2 separate regions of the Siniperca chuatsi genome follow, and region 1 is linked to region 2. A link is a contact called in public Hi-C data. All regions are on one chromosome and are shown on one strand. Each heading gives the region's core, a stretch centred on a gene start, on an enhancer-like site or on the middle of the called end of the contact. The rest is flanking DNA. Distances are from core to core; before and after follow the strand shown. Region 1 holds the start of LOC122871793 (aryl hydrocarbon receptor-like). Region 2 overlaps LOC122871793 (aryl hydrocarbon receptor-like).

Region 1 (3,891 bases), core at 394-2,893, 64 kb after region 2:
AATAAAACGTAGTCCAAAAAGGCTACCTCCTAGTACAAAGAGCATGTTTCTAGTGTATATACAACCGTGAAGAATGATTTTCTGGTGCTACCGTATGCATCAGTGGTTCTCAAGCTGTGGTCTGAGGCCCTCAAAGGGGAATCCAGGAGCAAACAAGATGCACTTAAAATAATAATTTGCTTCAGTCAAAAATAGAAACATACGAAGGTGTTATGATGATCTGAATGATGTGGGGATTCACTCGCTCCACTGTTAACCTCCCCGCCTCCAGAGCACACTCAAACACAAACTCAGTATAAATAATAAATCCCAATTCAACTCAGAAGGGGCTTCTTCAGAGGTAATAAGTAAAATGAGTTTCTAAAGTTTTAGAGCATTTCCACGACTCAGTCTGGGAAGCCCAGCTGTCTCAGATGGTATAATTAGATTTAAATAATACTGAAGCAACAGTTTTCTTTATTTTCCATGCTGGATAGGCTTGCAGTGTTGTTGGACTTCGGCACTTCACATTACCTTGGTCTGGCTGGCCAACATTGCATAACCACAGCAGGGAAAATAGACTTTATGGCCTTATGGCTTCAACTAAGGACAATGTAGCTACTATTGCAAACACAGAGTGCAACTTATAACCTACTACACTCTTATTACCATGTAACACAGGCTGTAATTCATACTGACTGACTGTTCTGGAGATGTTTGCACAGCTGTAACCACCTTAGTGTATATAAAGGTGCAAAGCTTGCAAGTATTACCTGTGTGAATGCATTAAAACTGGTTTTAGTGCAATAAAAGCATCAAAAAGTCGTTATATTTCCATTAAAAAAAGCATCATGCATAAGTTAAATGTGTCATGGTCATTATAAAGCCACTGCTGCACCACAGCAAAGTTTCTGTAAAGGCAGTATTACAAAAGTATTGCAGTATAAGTACAACAAACACACTCAAGGTGCATTCAGGAATATCACGTGAATTTTACAGACATACCATGGGGATCATAAAGTACAATAAAAGCATTGTATACCCGCTTCTTAGACACACAGATACTGTAGGGATATTACCGGAACATTACAGGGATTTGAGCGTGTTTATGGTTGTTGACTTACATTTTCTGGACCGGCTTCTTCCGTTTCTTCGCCGCATAAAGCGCCGTGTTCGCCAGCATGCTGACTTCAGAGCAAACAAAGTTTAAAAAAAAAAACAAAATGTAAAAATAAGTGGCTTTATCCCGGGCTTTATGTAACGTTACACGTTAACAGGTCCAAACGTGTTCTCAAGAATCACATCCCTTGAAAGAAAACGACTATATAAAGCGGAAAAATGACGGTAAAATCCCCGTAACGTCCGTCCTCTGCTGCTTTAGCGTAACGTTACTCGTGCGCATCTGAGCTGGGGCGAAAAATAACGACTTTTTGTTGTCTTTAGCTACTCCAAACGCCCGGCAGACGTTAGCAAACTATCGCAACTTTCCATAATCCCGACGTTTACGTATTTCCACACCGGATCACGGCGAATACCGTGACTTTTAGACGTTAAAAGGAGCCTAAAAAGTCCTCGGAGGATCTTTATGTAAGTGCTCTGCCTGTGCGCCTCCCCCGTTGTGATTTGACAGGGCTTCTGCTGCTGCTGCTGCTGCTGCCGCCGCGCGCTCCCGTTGCGGTTTGAGCGTGTGTGTGTGTGTGTGTGTCGCTGTAACGCGAGAGCAGAAATATTTAAGGTGGTCCGAATGTGGGCCAACTGAGACTGACACCGCAGGCGAGGAATGACTGGAAAACTGCATTCCATCCGGGCAGACCTTAAGGAGGATTTTTTAAATTGTCATCCTATTAGATTACAGTATTAAATGATTTTAGATTATATTTGCATATAAAATAGCTTATCAATAATAATAAATAATAATAATAATAATAGATTTACTGTAGCATTAATACATCTGTTTACAAATAAATCAATAAATACACTGACTATAATATTGTTTAATCTATTTACATTTACACATTTACAATAAATTCAAATGAATAAATCAATAAATACATTGACAATAATATTGATTAATCTATTTACATTAAAAACAATAAATTCAGATACTTAAATAAATACATTTACTACGGTATTAATAAGTCTATTTGCATTTACAAATATAACACATTTACTATAATATGGATTAATCTATTTACGTTTCCAATAAATTTAAATAAATAAATACATTTACCATACTATTAATCATTCCATGTACATTTATAAACACTGCAATAAATTCAAATAAAGTCTCTTGTGATATTTCATGACATGTCCCACAGTCTTCAAGAAGTGCAGCGTCCTTTTAGCCTGAATTAGGACGACACCACTGGTTTATTCTTAGAGAACCCAGTGTCCCCCAATCCCTTTACTGGGAACCAGTAAACCTTCTCACGTGTCCAATAAGGTGTCAGGTGTGAAAGCTTCAGTTTCTTTACTTTAACAGCCAAGACGTGTTGTTAATCACAGTTAATTACAGATGATAGAAGTTTTATGGATGTGGTATATTATTAGCCAGTTGTCCGGCATGACAGCTGGTTGCACCTTGTTTTGGTGGCTTGATTAATTGCAAATTTGTTTGGGAACTTGCGACACTAAAAGTACAATATCAACTAAAGGTGGGTACTTTATCTTTAGGCCCTGTTGTGAAGAAGGGCCCTCCTGAACAAATGTAGTTGTTAGCGCTTTGTTATTTCAGTTTCTATTCCTCAATAAAGTTGTGTTTTAGGGGTAGTATTCTAGTATCGGACTACTGGTTGGTCTCTTGGTTTCTGGCCTTGTAATAAAGCTGCCCTTTATCGGCCGTTTGCACTGTACTCAACGTGAACTTGGGGGCAACAGGGTATCTACACAAAGCAAAGAGGGCGCAACGGCAAAGCTCAGTTTTCTGGCGTGAAAAATGGCAGCACAGTGTGGACTGACGGCCAAAACGGAGACAAAAACATGCTTTTTCATTTTAGCTGGCCGAGTGTGGACACATCCCACCAAAAAGCACCACAGAGCGCCACAGGAAGTCATTCCTGCCTGTGGCCATCAAACTATTTAACTCCTCCCTCTAAGTGTCAGTCTGTATGACCCTAAGTCACTAAACTGGACATTGATCATTACATCTCCATCTTCCATCATTGAAAATTGTGCAATATTCTGTGTATTACTCCCGTGCAATATTAGTTTTGCCATGTTAGTTTTTCTTATTTATTGTTATCGATATTATATACCTCCATTACTCTCGACAGTACATGCACCTCTGCTCATTACTTATTACTCATTTGTTACATTGTATTACTATACTTTACTATCATCATCACCCGGTAAACCCACTTGGTACTTGACACTTAGTTTATCTTATACTTATACCCACCTGGTACTAAATTTATTTTCTGACCTGTTTTTATAGTGTTTACAGTTTTTATAGTTTTATAGTGTATCATATTGTTTGCTTACTTTCTCCTGTGTGCACTGACGTAAAGGCGAGCTGCTGTAATAAAGAGTTTCCCTTCGGGGATCAATAAAGTATTTCTGATTCTGATTCTGATATTCTCAGGTGTGAGGGAACTTTACCTGTTTACCACTTTGTCACCTGTTGCAGGGCAGCTTCAGGAGGCTAAACGTGCAGCTGATGAGGTCTGAACCACTTATGGAGAGTTTGCCATCCCTCTGCAGGCTTTCTATCGTCCAGTGAGCGTCTTAGCAGAGGGATATTTTAACAACCTTGAGTGTTTCGTCTCTCGCCACTTTGCCACGCCACCACTGGTGTCAAGGCCCCGTCTTCGGCTCTCCAACTGGCTGCTGTTTATTGTGCTCTCTCCTCAATCAAACTCACGGGTTCAACACCGAAGTCATCTCTCAAATAAAGCCTTTAGCATCACACTTGTG
Region 2 (3,642 bases), core at 464-2,963:
GCCCAGGGACTACAGCTAAAAAAAATAGCCTGTTGGGTAATTCTGGCACATTTATGTGCATTCTTGTTGTGCACTCACTCTTTGTCTTTTCTTTCTTATCTATAGTTTTGCATTTATACAGGATTAAACACAAACAATACACTGATGAACCACAACAACGCGGCACATTTAAAACATAATGTTTGGTTGGTAAGTTATTATAAATCATCTCAGGTAAACAAACAAATAAAAATGATCAAAAAGGAAAGTTCGTCTTATCTCATTCAAAAGCAAATCACTTCTTGTTGAAGCTCATTGAGATTTCTGTAGAATAAAAGAGGAAACTGTGCTTCCAAGCCGATACTCCTGTTTTGATAATAATGCAAAACAAGGTGCAAAAGGCTTTAAAAAATCTGGCCACGAATAGTGACCAATAGTTACCTGTCGACTACCGTCACCACCACCGCAGCCAAACCTTACCTGCTCTCATACTGAACCTTTGGTAATTTCCCATCATGGGTTGTGAAATGTGTCAACATGCGAGCTTAAATAACAGCTTCATGTTAAAACAGACTTCTTCTCATTTTTAATCCCATGCTCCTTTGCTCCCTCTCCTCTCCTCTCGGGGAGTTTTCCCCCTGTGCCATGCCAAATGTTTTACTGCTCCCATGGCATGCTCTGCACAGCGTTTACAGCATGATTTATGGCAAAACACAACAGCGCCAATCGATTTCATGCACTCTCACATTTCGTGAATTTAAATACTGAATCGTCTTTTGTTTTGCAGCCCTACAGCAGCGTTTAAAACTTAAAACACAGCCTGAGTAGGTGCAAACAAGCACTGCTTTTTGTGTGTTTATTTACCCAGGAAAGATTAGCTGAGCACATGCACTCTTTTCCCAGCAACGCCCTGCTTCCCATCACCAGTATTATGAAGAATCCCACCTGGGAGAGTCCTACGACAGCCACAGCCTCTTACTTGTAACAACTGAGAGCTTCCCAGTACAACCACAGACATTTACTTTTGGGCATTTAGCAGCTTTAGTGGGGCAGTTTTTGCCAGCTTAAAGCACTGCTCAAAGGCAAGTGTTCAGCAGTTGCTGGCAACGTGATGATTTAAATGCCCAGGATTATCTAACCGCAAAGCCATTTTCATCCATCAGTCCAAAACCCAAACATATTTCATTTACTGTCGTTTATGACAAAGAAAAGCAGAAAATTCTCACATTTCAGAAGCTGGAATAAGCAAATATTTGTCATTTTTGCTTGAAAGGTGACTGAAACAAGAAGTAACGAATATTAATTAATGTCATATTCGAGTTTTCAGTGTTTCCGCAGGTCGCCTCTGAGGGGTAGTTACGTAACTTCAGTCAGCCAGAAAGTGTGTAGATAAGCTGAGGTTGCAGTATAATAGTTAGTGAAAGGCTGTTTGTTGTGTTTGCTAGCGCAGAAAAGAAATAAAAAGCCCCTGTTTATGTAACGTTACTACGACGTCTTCTGCTCTGTGCAGCAGTTGGTCCAGACTGTGAACAGCTAGCTAGTTAGCAGCTAACTTTATGATTTTTAGCTGTTCACAGTCTGGAGCAACTCTGTGAAACCGTATTCATTTTCTGTGGCAGCAAACACAACACACAGCCGTCCAGTAACTATTATACTGCAACCTGAGCTCATCCTCTCACTTTATGGCTGACTGAAGTAACGTGAGGTGAAGGCTCACTTTCACAGCAACACCGCTGGTTGCCCACAAGGCCACCTTCCTTAAAGGGGAAGGCTCGTCCGGTAACGCAGGCGCAGTCAGGCTGTGGGTGAGCTAACCAGAGGTGGAAGAAGTATTCAGGTCCTTTACTTAAGCAAAAGTACTAACACCAACCGCACTGTGAAAATACTCCACTACAAGTACAAGTTCTGCAAGTACTCAGTGTGCAGTAAATTCTTCCCTGTCAGTGTTTTCCAATTATATCTGATGTTTCTGGATTAATATTAATGTGTATGTTGCATTTTACTGCTGTAGATGTTTAAGTTTGAGCTGATTATAACTGCTTTATATACTGTTGGGTAGTTTAATCTACGGCAATGCATCAATCATCATGTTTGCACTATTTGAGAATTTAAGGTATGTTATTTTAGAGAAAATGTGTATATCGAGATATATATCATATATCGCGGCTTAGCCTAAAAATATCGATTTTTTTATAAGCCAAACGTAAATCCCACAAATGTGGGATTGTAATTCATCTCATGTTTCACTTTTTACAAGAGAAAAGGCCTCGAGCATGAGGATTCTCTCGGGAAACTTTCCCAACAGGACCAATGTCTTTTTTCAAAAAACAGCTGTTGGAAAAATCAGGGTGGTGTTACATTCGGGCCAATAAGGATCTTTTTTTAAGCAAGGTTTTCTTTACTCCACCTGGGAATTTCACACATTAGTTCCTCATCTCAAAGTGTGCTGAGCAGTGAAAAAACCTGCCATAGAGATGTGTTTGAAATAAAAACATCTCATGACACCTGGCTTGACATCTTTTCTGTTAACCTGCCCGCACACAAACATTCCCTCACAACTCAGGAATGATAGGCGACGCTTACAAAGGATCATCTTACACTATTGTAATTTCAGGTGACAAATGAGAGACTGGAGCTCTAAATTTAGACCTGAAAAATGTGACATTTACGGTGATAAAAATGCTCTGCAGTCCAAACAGAAACTGGACAGGATGGGACTTGACTAAATGAGACACGTTTGTACATTTAGCTGAATAATGATTAAAAGTGCAAATAAGGAACAGCGGTCCAAAAACATAACACAAACAATATGTGGTGTGTGTGGGTTGTTAACAAATATTAAGTAAAGATGTATGATACTCAGAACTAGACGCAAGAATTTTTGTACGTCTTCAGTTTCACTGTTGCCTTAGTGTGGTTTTGGTGTAAGTGTGTGTGACTATGTGTGTGTGGAGGGGGGGTCTGTCCGGGCATGCTCAGAGTTAGGGCCTATAACACACTCATAGCCGGAGGCGATCTGGTTTAGTGGTTCAGCGTCTCAGTACAGCAACAATGAGCTATTTTAGTACCAAGAAGAACAGGGTGAGACAGAAGTTTGATTAAGATGGGGGAAGATGAAATGAAAGAAGCATGTGAGGTATAAATAGAGAATGTGTGAAAGTGCTGTACAGAGAGAGGGAAATAAGAGCAAAGACAAAAGACGGAGCAAGAATCAAACAAGCGTGCTAGTTAAAGAAGGACGAAACGAGACACAAACCTTAGAAAAAATGACTATCAAAAGGAATAAATACAAACATTTACACAAATTAACCACAAACATGTAGCGAGACAAAAACTGGATAAACAAAAGTCTTATAAGAAAAGAAGAGGATCGCCGTAGTTGCCCTGGAGAACCCCCCAGCTCTGTTTCTGACGGGGTAGAAACCCACTTCATTCACCCCTCTACCCCCAACGCTGAGGTCTAACAAAGAACAGCTGACTCCTACCAAACTGCCAGAACCCTCGTAAAGCAGAAGAAACCTCCAAAACCACCTCCACCCCCGCCACCTCGTCTTCTTCTACGGCTGTATAACGAAGAGGCCCCCAAGCTTCATTAGGGCACCGCACACTGATCAAAAAAGGTTCTGCGTAGTACCAACAAAGCTTGGTGCTACGAAGACCCCT

The links. A called contact is a pair of places that touch in the nucleus more often than the background predicts.
Region 1: a contact with region 2 is called in a Hi-C map of liver, with 1.7 times the contacts expected there. The contact joins the promoter of LOC122871793 here to the enhancer-like site in region 2. A contact is called at or near these places in 2 of 3 Hi-C or Micro-C datasets (liver and skeletal muscle).

The regions. Positions count from the first base shown.
Region 1 is chrLG24:3,392,005-3,395,895 of ASM2008510v1, forward strand. It overlaps LOC122871793 (aryl hydrocarbon receptor-like), which reads right to left and starts at 1,644. Exons shown (of 11, transcript XM_044187179.1): 1 at 1,104-1,644. The coding sequence starts at 1,162.
Region 2 is chrLG24:3,328,103-3,331,744 of ASM2008510v1, forward strand. All of the region lies in intron 2 of LOC122871793 (aryl hydrocarbon receptor-like), which reads right to left. Among protein-coding and RNA genes, the nearest start is that of LOC122872333, 30 kb to the left of the region's middle. Within about 2 kb of position 1,714, the one cell type or tissue checked has an H3K27ac peak away from gene starts, as active enhancers do. A contact at or near this core is called in liver, where this site is marked.